2 separate regions of the Sus scrofa genome follow, and region 1 is linked to region 2. A link is a contact called in public HiChIP or PLAC-seq data. All regions are on one chromosome and are shown on one strand. The core of a region is the stretch at or near the end of the contact, and the rest is flanking DNA. Distances in the headings are between cores, read along the strand shown. Region 1 overlaps LNX1 (E3 ubiquitin-protein ligase LNX). Region 2 overlaps LNX1 (E3 ubiquitin-protein ligase LNX).

What was found. HiChIP or PLAC-seq counts read pairs in DNA pulled down with a chosen protein or histone mark.
Region 1: an H3K27ac HiChIP or PLAC-seq map of skeletal muscle shows a contact between it and region 2, with 4 times the contacts expected there. The contact joins two enhancer-like sites. A contact is called at or near these places in 2 of 47 Hi-C or Micro-C datasets (heart right ventricle and skeletal muscle) and 1 of 2 datasets of contacts at active chromatin or transcription factors (skeletal muscle).

Annotation. Positions count from the first base shown.
Region 1 is chr8:40,444,681-40,451,862 of Sscrofa11.1, forward strand. All of the region lies in intron 1 of LNX1 (E3 ubiquitin-protein ligase LNX), which reads right to left. Among named protein-coding and RNA genes, the nearest start is that of LNX1, 25 kb to the right of the region's middle. Within about 2 kb of position 3,766, at least 15 of the 83 cell types and tissues checked have an H3K27ac peak or open chromatin away from gene starts, as enhancers often do. A contact at or near this core is called in skeletal muscle, where this site is marked.
Region 2 is chr8:40,315,692-40,322,727 of Sscrofa11.1, forward strand. All of the region lies in intron 6 of LNX1 (E3 ubiquitin-protein ligase LNX), which reads right to left. Among named protein-coding and RNA genes, the nearest start is that of LNX1, 150 kb to the right of the region's middle. Within about 2 kb of position 2,695, at least 6 of the 83 cell types and tissues checked have an H3K27ac peak or open chromatin away from gene starts, as enhancers often do. A contact at or near this core is called in skeletal muscle, where this site is marked.

The DNA of each region.
Region 1 (7,182 bases), core at 2,516-5,015, 130 kb after region 2:
ATGACCAAGTCATCGCCTAAATTGTTTCCAGCTGCCCTTCTTGCCCCGAGTCCTGCTACCAAATCTGTCCTTTGCATCCCATCCAGACTAGACTTTTTATTTTATTTTATCTTGACCAAGCCTGTGGCACCTGGAGGTTCCTGGGCCAGGGGTTGAACCTGTGCCACAGCAGCCACCTAAGCCACTGCAGTCACAATGCCAGATCCTTAACAGGCTGTGTCACAAGGGAACTCCCAGACTAGATTTTTTATTTTATTTTTTAAAGTTTTATTGCAGTATAATGGATTTACCAAGTTTCTGCTGTACCACACAAAGCATGCTATTCAGTTACACATGTACATACATCCATTCTTTTTTCAGAGTCTTTTCCCACATAGATTATCACAGCATATTGGGTAGAGGTCCCTGTGCTATGCAGCAGGTCCCCATTGGCCAGTCGTCCCACATACCCCAATGTGCATATACCAATCCTAGACCCCCAGGCCATCCCTGCCCCCCTTGTCCCCTTTGGTGACCATAAGTATGCTCTCAAACCAGACTCGACTTTTAAAAAAATTAATTCAGGAGTTCCCGTCATGGCTCAGTGGTTAGCAAACCCAACTACCACCCATGAAGACGAGAGTTCAATCCCTGGCCTTGCTCAGTGGGTTAAGGATGCATTGTTGCCGTGAGCTGTGGTGTAGGTCGCAGATTCGGCTCGGATCCTGCATTGCTGTGGCTGTGGCATAGACCGGTGGCTACAGCTCCAATTGGACCCCTAGCCTGGGAACCTCCATACACCGCGAGTGCATCCCTAAAAAGACAAAAAGACCAAAAAAACAAAATAAATTAATTTAAAAAATTAAAAATAAATTTAAAAAAATTAAAAATAAAAAAAGTAATTCCGATTATGCCATGAGCCTCCCTAAAAGCCTCAAGCTTTCCAGGGCAATAAGGAGGAAATATAAAATCCCTGACTTGGCCTGTAAGGCTTTGGCATAATTTGATTCCTGTTCACCTCTCCAACGTTACCTCGGCGACCCTCGCTTTCTGTCAGTTTCTCAAACACTCAAAGCTTTTCTCCATCTCATGGTTTTGCTATTCCTGGACTGGCTTGTCCTGACCTCCATCCACCCGCCCCCACCCCCATCCTCATTCACCTTCCCTGCCAAAAGCAGCACACAATCTCCCTCTTCCCTGCCTAACTCTCATCTTCCAGGTCTCAGTTCAAATGGTATTTCCTAGAGACACATCCCCTCCACACCCATTTCCTCTGTTCGTTCGTTCTTTCTTTCTTTTTCTTTCTCTTTCTCTCTTTCTCTCTTTTTCTTTCTTTCTTTCTTTCTCTCTTTCTCTCTTTCTCTCTTTCTCTCTTTCTCTTTCTTTCTTTCTTTCTTTCTTTCTTTCTTTCTTTCTTTCTTCCTTCTTTCTTTTTTTCTTTCTGTCTTTTTAGGGCCCACGGCATATGGACGTTCCCAGGCTAGGGGTCTGCTGGTCTACACCACAGTTATGGCAGCTGCTGGTCTACACCACAGTCACGGCAACGTGGGATCCTTAACCCACTGAGCGAGGCCAGGGGTTTGAACCCACATCCTCACGGACACTAGTCAGGGCTACAACAGAAACTCCTTCTTTGTAGTACCTGATGAGACTGTAAGTATATTATTTATTTGCCTATGTGCTTCATATATAATGTACATAGTTTACCCTCCTATACCTACCCCTCCGTCTAGAATTAGGTTTCATTCCATGAAAGCAGGACCCGTGTCTATTGTCTTCACAATTACACGTCTAGAGCCTGGTACCTAACAGGTTCCATTTTTTTTTTTTCCAGCCAAATAAAGCACGAGTAATTGAAGGAGAATTTTTTTTCCGCTCTCAATTCAGCTCACTTAAGGAAGAGTTTCTTCAATAGCTGTTGAAAGGGGCTTACTTGTTCTTGTTCAGACGCAGATATAGTTTTCCCTGTGGAGATGTAGAGAATTAGCAAATAACTGTGGTCTTCCAGAATCTGGCTAAATTCTCCCTCCAAGGAATTGCTTGCTATTGCTTCAGGGCTGATGTCCCACAGTCCAGGGAAAGGTGGGGTAGGGGTGTGGTAAGAAGCAGGGGCAGATGGGTGCAGACCCAGGACGAATGTATTCGTGACTTTCCCTGTTAGGTGCATTTTGTTTTGTTTTAAGATTTGCTTATTCTGGACATTTCTTTTATTTATTTATTTATTTATTTTTGTCTTTTTAGGGCCACACCGTGGCATATGCAAGTTCCCACAGCTGCCAGCCTACACCACAGCCACAGCAACGCCAGATCCAAGCTGTATCTGCAACCTATACCACAGCTCATGGCAACGGTGGATCCTTAACCCACTGAGCAAGGCCAGGAATTGAACCCGCATCCTCATGAATACTAGCTGGATTCGTTTACTGCTGCACCACAACAGGAACTCCTGCCTGTTAGGTTTTGTAATTTGTTCCCCATGAAAACAACAGGGCAGAGCAGAAACTGTACTGTTACAAAAAAAAAAAAAAAACAACAACAAAAAAAAACTGGGGGGCCAGCTTTGGAAAACCAAACACCACTTAGATTTGCAATATCAGTTTATGGAGAAAAATGTGTTCCAAATTCCAACAACCAACATCCCCCCCAGCCCCAAAATGAAGAAACAAACCTCTCAGAACAAAAATTCTTCCTAAGTGGGAATGGCCCACATTGTGTTTCATATGAGTTTTCAAATATAGACACACCCTCTCCGGCCTCTCATCTTACATCCCATCCCAGTGAGGATGGTGTTGGGAAGGGCCAGGAGATGGTTGATTTACACAGGGCTTGTACTAGTTGTGATGAGGCGATGAGGAAAAGATTTATTTTCCTGTTTGTATTTCAGAAGGAACGTCCATCTCATTCCCCAGGAAGGAGCAATCTGGAACCGCACACTGCCGACTACCACCCCTGCTCCCCTCTTGCTGCTCCCAAGAAGACGGGTAATGACCAATCTGATTGGTAAGACAGAGATCAGGTCCTTCCCTGGGCCCTGAGTTCTGGGCTGCTGCATTAAAAAGCAATGGACCTGGGAGTTCCCGTCGTGGCTCAGCAGCAGCAAATTCTAATAGTATCCATGAGGACGCGGGTTCAATCCCTGGCCTTGCTCAGTGGGTTGAGGATCTAATGTTGTGTGGGTCCCAGATGCATCTCGGATCTGGCATTGCTATGGCTGTGGTGTAGGCCAGAGGCTGCAGCTCTGATTCGAACCCTAGCCTGGAAACATCCATATGCCAAGGGTGCGGCGCTAAGAAGACAAAAAAAAAAAAAAAAAAAAAAAAAAAAGCATTGGCCTTTTTCCCTTTGCCTCTTTTTTTTCCTTTAAAAGCATTTTTTAAAACTGAAGTATAGTTGATGTACAACATTTCAGGTTATACAACAAAATGATTCAGTTATATATATACACACACACGTATATGTATATGCATATATACATACATATACTTATATGGGGTGTGTGTATTCTTTTTCAGATCCTTTTCCATTATAGGTTATTACATGATATCGACTCTAGTTCCCTGTCCCTTTGTCTCTTGGATTTTGTCTGGCGAGCTCAGATAAAGGGAGGGCAGGCCTATGAAGCCTGTCTCCCTGTTACAGGCAGGCCGTGTGGGGACGGTGGGCCAGCTGACACAGGCCTCTGCTTTCTTGCTTCCACTTTCGTCCCTCTCACTGGCTGGAGGAATCAGACTTTTGTGGGTCTCATAGTTCAGGGAAGACGACGGCAGGAAGCTCTGCATCGCTGTCAATCTAGCTCCTCCGAAGGCAGATGCTATATTAAGATCCCCCTTGCTCAGCCAGAAGGTTGAGCAACCCTTCCCGCTAACCTCAGTAACTCATGTTTTAACTTGTTTCTTTTATAAACAACTTTTCTCTACTTATGTATAAAAGGCACGTGAAAATAAATCTCACACTGGAATTAGAAAGTGTGTAAATCAGGTGTTTGCCTTGTCTCTAAAACCAGCGTCAAAATGAAATCTTTCTACATCCTAGATTTTTCAACAAAACCCAGGAAAGCTCCTTTTTGAATTTTATATTAAGCAGCTTTGCTCTTGAGTCAGCCCAAACAAAGGCACACAGCCATGCATTCTATCTCTGTACCTAGGATTTCTTTTCTTTCTTTCTTTTTCTTTTTTTTCTTTTTTTCTTTTTTTTATTTTTTTTTTGTCTTTTTAGGGCCACACCTGCGGCATATGGAGGTTCCCAGGCTAGGGGTCCAATTGGAGCTACAGTTGCCAGCCTATACCACAGCCACAGCAACATGGGATTCTAGCCACGTCTGCGACCTACACCACAGCTCACAGCAATGCTGGATCCTTAACCCCCTGATCCCACTGAGGCCAGGGGTTGAACCTGCATCCTCATGGATACCAGTTGGGTTTGTTATCACTGAGCCACGACAGGAACTCCGTAGGATTTCTGCTCTACACTTTTGTCATCCGTGTAATAATAGTTTTGCAATGCTTTGCTCACAACGAAGTATCATATTGTTGAAGGGAACAGGCCTAGAAGGATATAGGGGCTTGCTCAAAACCACAGTGAGCCCTGGAGCTGGGCCTGTGAGTCGGATATCCAGCTCTCAAACCTGCATACTGGAAATTCCAAATTACTTGGCAGTGGCTTCTAATTGGTCCTTGGCAAAATGATTTGAAATCCCTGGGAAAAGGCTGTCTTTTTCATATTTATACCCATTAGGTGCCCTGGATCACTATCTTGAAGGGGATTTGGGGAAAGAGTGTGGCCAAGAGGGTACATAAGAGGAGCTTTTAACATCAAGAAAAAACCTAATTTTCTTTGCAATGTCTCTTATGTTTTCAATCGGAGTAGAAAGAATACATAGACTTAAACTCTTCCACTAAGTCACAAATATTAGAAATTCTGAGCAATCTGGTTATGACCCCCAGGGGTCAGGAAGATGTCATCTTTACACATATATTTCTTCAGTCCATGCTTTTATGAAAGTTAGGGATATTTCTCTTTGAGGTGAAACTGTGTCTTTCAGGGCTCTGTGAAATCCTCTAAGACTAAATACTGAACATTCTGGAACCATCATAGAGAAGGGGACTGAACTTGAATCTCTTAGGCAAAGACATATAGTCTCCTCTAGAACTGTGAGTCTAGCCCTGAGCATACTTGTCAATACTTGATAAATAATTAATAAACAGCAATAATAAATGCTACGAATGAAAATAACAATGTGAGGGCCACTCAGATTTCTTGCAACCCAGAAAGGAACTGGTGGAGTGATTTCAGACTGCAGAAAAAAAATCCCAAGATCCCATGACACTTGTCTCTATTTTCAGGGGACAAAAGGCTTTAGATTCCTCATTCTGATTAATTGACCGGGTCGGTTGATTTTTGAAACCACACTGCAATGAAAAAGCCATTGGAAAACACAGAGGAGCATTCTGTCTTACATGTGGAGTTCTCTAAACTGGTTCAGACAGCTGGACCCCATTTTGTGTTTGGTTTTTTTTTTTCAAACAGACTCTCAGTGTCCTAAACTCGATCCAGCTGTAGGTGCTAACTGCCTCTCAGTGACGAGGTTGGGAAAGTCTCATTCAAAAGGGAACCGGATGCTGAAATTTCATTGCAGTTGCCTTATTTCTGTAGCTTCAACGCTGTCCTCGATCGCAAAGTTCATCTCGGCACACTGAGCCTGTGCTCACATTCTAGGGGCATGTGTTACAGTTACTAGAGCTGAAATTCCAAGGCATTTGTACCAGATGGCCTCTACAGACACGTCAACGGATTTGGACTTTCTTCTCCAGCCAGGTTGCTCATATCCATGTGTACATACAAATGCTTTGAAATATCAAATTATTTTTTAATTCTTTTTTTTAAATGTCCACACTGGTGGCATATGGAAGTTCCCCGGCTGGGGGTCCAATTAGAGCTGCAGCTGCAGGCCTATGCCATGGCCATGGCAACACCAGTTCCAAGCTGCATCTGCGACCTATGCTGCAGGTTGCAGCAACACTGGATCCTTAATCCACTGAGGGAGGCCACGAATCGAACCTGCATCCTCACAGAGACAATGTCAGGTCCTTAACCCATGGAGCCACAAAGGGAACTCCTTGAATTATTTTTTCAGTAAAGAATTATAGAAGTAAAACATTCTTAGTAAAAAACCATAAGCAAATATGAAGAAAAAAGAGGCTTCAACTAAAAAGTATGTTTGCCTGCCCCTTAGTGCCCAATAACAAGAACGATAACCAGAACAATAACACACACATACATACACACCCTTATTTCCAGTCTCTAGGGAAATCATTAGGTGGATAGACAGACAATATTTATTTGTGTGTATACACACACTTATACAGGTCACAAATTATTTGCATCTTTTACTCATTGTCTAATATTGTATAACAAATCACTAAATTTTAGTGGCTTAAAATAACACTAACCTGTGTGTGCATAAGTGAATCACTTTGCTGTAGAGCAAAAATGATCACAACATGGTAAATAAACTATACTTCAGTAAGACTTTAAAAAAATAGGAAAAAAAAAACTACTTTCTATCTCTCAGTTTCTATGGACCAGGAATTAGGGAATGGCTTGGCTGAGTGGTTCTGGGGGCCTGGGGGACCCTCACGAGGCTGTAGGCCCATGCTGGCTGGGGCTGAAGTCATTTGAAGATGTGACTGGGATGGAGGATCTGCCAGCATGGTGGCTCACTCCCACTGCTGACATATTAGTGCCAGCTGCTCACAGGAGGCCTCATTTCCTCTTCATGTGGGCCTCTTTGGGCTGCTTAAATTTCCACATGAAATGCATCTGACTTCCCCCGTTGGGAGAGGTCCAAGAAAACAAGGTGGAAGGTGCAAGACTTGGCATGCTCTAGCCTCAGAAGTGCAACGGCTGTGGATCACGCAGTTGGTCCAGGTTCAGTAAGGGAGGGACTCTACAAGGGCATGGATCCCAGGAAGTGAGGACGATTGGGGACATTTTGGATGATGGCTCTGAGACAGAAACTCCCATGAAGAGGCAGCATCTATTTCTCTACTCTTTGGTTCTGGTCTAGCCTAGCAACTTGCTTTGACCGATAGAAATTGGGAGAAAGAAAATTGTTTCCTGAGACAAGCTACCAGGTTTCTTTTTTGCAGTCTCACCCTCTATGTGAGCAGCCTGGACAGCCTCCTTGAGGATGAGAGAAAGGCC
Region 2 (7,036 bases), core at 1,445-3,944:
TGTCCTAGCTGGGAACTTCCATGTGCCCTAAAAACAAGAACAAAAACAAACAAACAAAAAAGTGGATCATGGAAGAACATGCGTTATTTCCGGGCCTTGCATTTTGGTTACTTGATGTGCCACAGAAGGCTAAGGATGAGAAGACTTCTGTGAGAAGCCTAAGATGAGAAGAAACATCTCAACTGTTTTCCAGTGCTCAAGAGTACCATATCGCGGGGAGTTCCTGTCGTGGCGCAGTGGTTAACGAATCTGACTAGGAACCATGAGGTTGCGGGTTCGGTCCCTGCCTTGCTCAGTGGGTTAACGATCCGGCGTTGCTGTGAGCTGTGGTGTAGGTTGCAGACGTGGCTCGGATCCAGCGTTGCTGTGGCTCTGGCATAGGCTGGTGGCTAGAGCTCCAATTCGACCCCTAGCCTGGGAACCTCCATATGCCGCGGGAGCGGCCCAAGATATAGCAAAAAGACAAAAAAAAAAAAAAAAAGTACCATATCAGGAGTCAAATGATCTGTGTTCTACTTTTTCCTCTCTCATCTCAGCAGCCAAGCTGCTATCTCTGTGGGCCCTGGTGTTCTTGCCCATGGCAATGCTGGACCTGACTTGCTGCACTGCTGTAAGGATCATTGAGGGAATGTCTGAGACAGGAGTTTTTAAAAAATTAAAGTGGAAAGACGTCATCGTGCTTGCAGGTGGAAGAAAAGAAACCAGTAGCGTTAACCTGTTGAGCACAGAAATGTTTTTTTATAAAGTCAGGGAGCTGATGGAAGATGTTGATCGTTTTCGTGGATAATTATGACTCCTCATAGCTATAAAGAATCAGAAGAGAAACAGAAGCAGGATTTTCTTTCTACATCATAATTTAAATGTTCAGACACTTAAAAAAAGGAACACAAAAGATATATTCAAAGTCATAGGAGACCCATTAATATTGCCACTTCCATCACACACTATTAGGCTCTGTAGACCCCATAAACAATGGAAACCAGGCTTTGCTGTTTTGATTGCTTAAGGCATGATGCTTTCTCTCCTTTCTGCAAATTCAACTGCAATTGTTGTCTTTCTCCTAAAAGTGTTATTATTTCCATGACATAAGACCTGCGTCTCCATGTGGCCACAAGTGGAATCTCTCCCCTCCCTATAGAAGAGCAAACCATTTTCCTCTGTGTATCCCTAGGGGCACATGGAAGATCAATCCAATAAAACAAACTGGCTCATGACATGGTAATGACTGAATGTTGTTATTCGTTTTACCCATTCTATTCTATGAGCGAACACTTTCAAATAGCATCTTGTGTGGGGGAGGGATAACCTAGGAGTTTGGGATTAAAATATACACTCTGCTATCTATAAAACAGATAACCAACAAAAACCTGCTGTATAGCACAGGGAACTATGCTCAACATCTTGCAATAACCTGTAATGGAAAGGAATCTAAAAGAAAAAATATATATATTCATATACATACATATTTATAAAGAGAACAAATATTATTATATATAAAACTGAATCACTTTGCTGTACACCCGAAACACAATATTGTAAATCAACTGTATTTCAATAAAAATTTAAAAAATACAGCACGTTAATGTTCTCAAAGGTAAACATTATCGACTGTAAAAAAACATGTTCTCTTGATATCGATTAGAATGCAATGAGGGAAGCCAGGGGCATAGATAGGAGTTGGCTCAATGGTCAGCCCACATCCCTGAGTCGGCTCCCCTATCCGAGGACTGTATGGACACCAAGTACGTCTCAGTCAATCCCCCCTTCAGCCACATCTCTCCTCTTTCATTTCCTGTTTCTCATTCATCTATTGGCTCTGCTCAGGAGCATGTGGGACTGGGAGTCTCTTTATTCTACATTTGGTGTAGCACCTGGTAACTGTTGATAAAATCACCATCATTCCCATTTTGCAGAAAGGGGAACCTCAAATATTGGAGTAGTAGACTTAGTCAAGGCCAATGCTTCTGAGAGGTTTTCAGGGATGGCAGTAGTGTAAGTTGGGTGGGTCAATCACTTAACCCTGAACTGAAGTCTTTCCACTTGCTTTTAGTAAGCATTTAATACCCTAGAACTATCTTACTATAGTTTTATTAGTTACTCCACATAACAGGGTAGCATGGCTTTCCTAATTTTTTTTTTTTTTTGGGCTATCCCAATTGAACCAAGAGGAAATATGTAGAGAATAACCAAGGCCATTTCTACACAAACACAATGCCATCTGTTTGTGAATATACCTCCTATTGTCTCACATTCACGTCAAACTCTCATGAGAATCTCATGGGAACTGCAGTTAAACTGAAGCCACCCATCACCCAGTGAAGATGAAGAGATTCTCACTGCACTTCTCAGGAAATTTTGTAAGATGATTCTAACAAAAGAGATCCAGCCCCTGAGGGTGTCCCCCGGGAGGCTCTTGCGTTGGTAGACAAGGACCAAATGGCCACTGTAAAGCATCTAGAAATGTTCCTGAATAGAGTATTTCCTAGACCACAAGCAAGTCTTGACCTAAAACCATTTCCACCTTTTCTTCCACCTTTGTCCTAGAACACAGACTGTTCTGTAATCGTGCCTTATAAAAACTCGTTTAGCAGTCCTGATTTACCAGCTCCGGATTAGATCTCAGGCCACAACAAACATGCCTGGTCCAGTGCTTCTGTTCCCACGTCACTTCTTTACAGAAAATTTTAGATACTGATGCGACACAGCTTCCTTGAATGAATGTTTTAAATGCCTCTCAAGAGCCCTTGATTGCACTGAGGAAGAACAAAATGTTCATGAGAAATCACTCCCTTGTTTTTCTATAATTAGCTGGTTCTCTTCCTCTTCCTTGATTCCCCGCCTAATGATGCATTGGCTTGGCTGAACACCACCACTGAAGATGGGGGAGATTACATGTATTACACTATGATGCAAATATTAGTATCAGGGTGGAATTTCTGCTCCAACACCAGCATCGTGATTTTCACTGCTGGTAGTAAATTTTAAGTATTGCTGACATGATTTGAGCAGCATTCACTTCCTAATTATTTAGGAAAATCTACTTTTTTATTTATTGCTTTATTTCTAGGCTGAGTCAGGCATTGACACACTGCTAGTGAAAAGACTCACCTCTAGGTCTGTTCTCTTTGCATTTTAGGGTAGTAGTTGGAAAGGTACACCAGCTTTCCTATTAAAATGGATTTGCCTTAAACCATGTGAAAAAGATACACATTTAAAGGCAGCCAACTTGCGTGAACCCTTGGCACTTTTTATGCAAACACCCAGCAAATTAAAAAGGAATTATGAGCATGCCTATAAATGTTTCAAAATGGTAAACAACACCCTTGAAGTCCTGTGTGTACAATAGCCTTAGCTCCACCCTTCCTTAATTGAATGCATTTTTTTAATCTGAGGGCCAATTTCTAACCCTACGTGCAGTCTGGGTTCCTGGGTGGAGAAGGGAGGGAGGCCGTAGTGTCGCTATCAGTGGGTAGCCAGATGCTGCTGGCTCTTTGGACAGCATTGATTAGTTTTATTCCTTTTATAGCTGTGCACGTGCACACACAGTGAGAAGTTACAAAGGACTGGGATAGAGCCACATCTCAGGCTCCATCAGTATCCTCTCACACTCTGTCTCCCCATTAACTCAATTTTTTTTTGGTCTTTTGTCTTTTTAGGGCTGCACCCATGGCATATGGAGGTTCCCAAGCCAGCGGTCGAATTGGAGGTATAGCTGCTGGCCTATGTCACAGCCAGAGCAACGTGAGATCCGAGCTGTGTCTGTGACCTACACCACAGCTCACGGCAATGCCGGATCTTTAACCCATTGATCGAGGCCAGGGATTGAATCCACATCCTCACAGTGGATAATAGTCGGGTTTGTTAACCACTGATCCATGGTAAAACTCCTCAAAGTCAATTCTGTACCCAACACCAAGCTCTGCCATCAGACTCACGAGACTCAGTGATGCCTGAGCCCCTCAGAGGTGGGAAGTCCCTAGAACTTTCCTTTGCACTGCTTGCCTATCTGCTAAGAGTCCTACCAAACCACACTCTGTCACACAGCCAAGGAAGAGAAGGTCCTTGTAACTGAAAATGGAAAGAGCTTTCAATGAGTAGCATTCCTTCCTTATAAAAATACCCAATCTGGTCCATCTAGTTCCTTCTTTTCAGGTGATGATATGGGGAAGTCAGTGACACAGGTGATCCGAGACACCTGAAAAGAAGTAGTATCCATGAGGACGTGGGTTCAATCTGTGGCCTTGCCCAGCAGGTTAAGGATCTGGTATTGCTGTGACTGTGGTGTAGGTGGCAGACATGGCTGGGATCTGACATTGTGGCTGTGGTGTAGGCTGGCAGCTGCAGATCTGATTCAACCCCTAGCCTGGGAACCTCCATATGCTACAGGTGTGGCCCTAAAAAAAGACAAAAAAATCTAAAAATAGAGCTATCATATGTCCAGCAATTCCATCCTGGGCATATATCCAGAGAAAACTATAATTCAAAAAGATACATGCACCCCTATGTTCATACTATTGTGAACAGTGCTGCTAAAACATGAAAAAAACCTAAATGTCCATCAACAGATGAATGGATAAAGAAAATGTGGTAGGTATATACAATGGAATACTATGCAGCCATAAAAAGAATTAAACAAGGCCATTATTACATCATTTATAGCAACATGGATGGACTTTGAGACAATCATACTAAGTGAGACAAGTCAGACAGAGACAAATATCACATATCTCTTATACGTAGAATCTAAAATATGACACAAGTGAACTTATTTGTAAAACAAAGAGACTTACAGACATAAAGAGCAGAATTGCGGTTGCCAAGGGGGAAGGATGGATTGGGAGTTTGGGGATTAGCAGATGCAAACTATTATATACAGAATGGATAAACAACGAGGTACTATTGTATAGCACAGGGAATTACATTCAATATCCTGTGATAGACGGGAATGGAAAAGATTACAAAAAAAGAGTGTATATATGTGTGTGTGTGTCTGTGTAACTGAATCACTTTGCTGTACAGCAGAAACTAACATAATATTTCAAATCAACTATACATCAATAAAAAAACCAAACCCACAATCACAAAAACACACTCACAAGCCCAGCGCCCAGAACAGAGAGGAAGGGAGAGTGAGGAATACACAGGGGCCTCAGGATGGGTGTCTAATGGCTCCTGGGACTGGGACACTATGCTATCAGCTGTATCTGCACCATTTTCTCCTCGACTGGCCACAAATCCCCTATGTTGGGTGGGACCTCATCTTCAAGCCAAAGAGCCAGGATTGGCAGTGACAGAAAAATACCTTGGGCAGCACTGTCTTTTGCTACAAGGAACAGCGCCTCCTTAAGTTCTGCTGCACTGGGGCTCCTACCAACCCCAGGTAAAATGCCAGGGAGAGACACATAATTGGAGATGCGGTATGAGATCACAACCCCTGTGCTTCCTTTCCGAATAGATCAGGGTTCATCTCTGGAGACCCACCAAATGGCAGTTCAGGTCCAGTTAATCTGAGTAGGTCTTACATTTTATTTATTTTTTTGCTTTTTTAGGGCCACATCTGTAGCATATGGAAGTTCCCAGGCTAGGGGTCGAATCAGAGCTGCAGCTGCCGGCCTACATCACAGCCCCAGCAACGTGGGATGTGAGTCATGTCTGTGACGCACACCGCAAGCTCATGGCAGCACCAGACCCCCAACCCGCTGAACGAGGCCAGGGATTGAACCTGTACCTTCATGGATACTAGTCAGATTCATTTCCTTTGCGCCACCACAGAAACTCTAAGTCTGACATTTTAGAAAAGTCAGTCCACTGGCTTGCTCTGCCGGATAGCTTACGCCTAGTATCATGGCATGTGTTTGGTTAAAGGTTCGTCCCCATGCAGCCTGCGTCTTTCTTGATTCATCTGTGATTCAAAAACTGTGATTGAAAGAGCTTTCAAACTTGCAGGTGTGCAGCTCCCTGGGGACACGACCCACAAGTTCACAAAGCAGGCATCATTAGCATCTAGCCCATGATTTTCACATGTCCAGGAACGGCAGAACATGAACACATTGGAAGAAGGGCCCTTTTGGGGTAGAAAGGGAGAGAGAGGGAAAAAAAAAGGCAACTGCAGACCCTCAGCAGGGACAACGTGTTCTGCAACTTCTGGAACTAATCAGAGGGAGTAAAGCCAAACAGCCCATTGACACTCGTGCAGTGTCATCTGGCCAAGTCCCACAGAGCTGCTTGGTTGAAGGAGATCCAGAAAGACGACGAAATCAACTTGGTCCCACTGAAAGTGGAGTCAGTTCCAAGGGCTTAATCTGTTTCAATTTTTTTCTACTCTAAATATGGTAGATTTCCTGACTATAATCAGATCAGCCATGTAGCCATCCTGCTCCATCAAAGGAGCTCTGGTGCTTTACAGAAACCGCACAGTTAAGGGCTCCCTCTGGTATGGATGGGGCCACAGGGGCTCTGTGCCAAGCGAAGCTGCCTGAGGCTAGATCTGGATGAGGGAGTTGTCCACTGTCTCCTTCCCAGAAGGTCCCCAGCTATATTTCCTACCCTTCTGGTCATCAAGCAGAGTCTGAAGAAGTGGGGACATTATCTTACCTCCTGTCCATAAAAAGATGGATATAGATATTTTACCCATTGAGTTATGTCTGGGCTGATAAAATGCTTTTGTTCCCTAGTTCGTCCCTTTTTTAAAAAAAATTTTTTATCTTTTTGTATTTTCCAGGGCTGCACCTGTGGCAAATGGAGGTTCCCAGGCTAGGAGTCTAATCAGAACTGTAGCCACTGGCCTATGCCAGAGCCATAGCTATGCAGGATCTGAGCCACGTCTGTGACCTGTACCACAGGTCATGGCAATGCTGGATCCTTAACCCACTGATCGTGGCCAGGGATCGAACCTGCAACCTCATGGTTCCTAGTCCAATTTATTAACCACTGAGCCACGACAGAAACTCCTAGTTCCTCCTTTTAAAATCGCCTGTTGGAGTTCTCCTTGTGGTTCAGTGGTGATGAACCTGACTAGTATCCATAAAGATGTGGG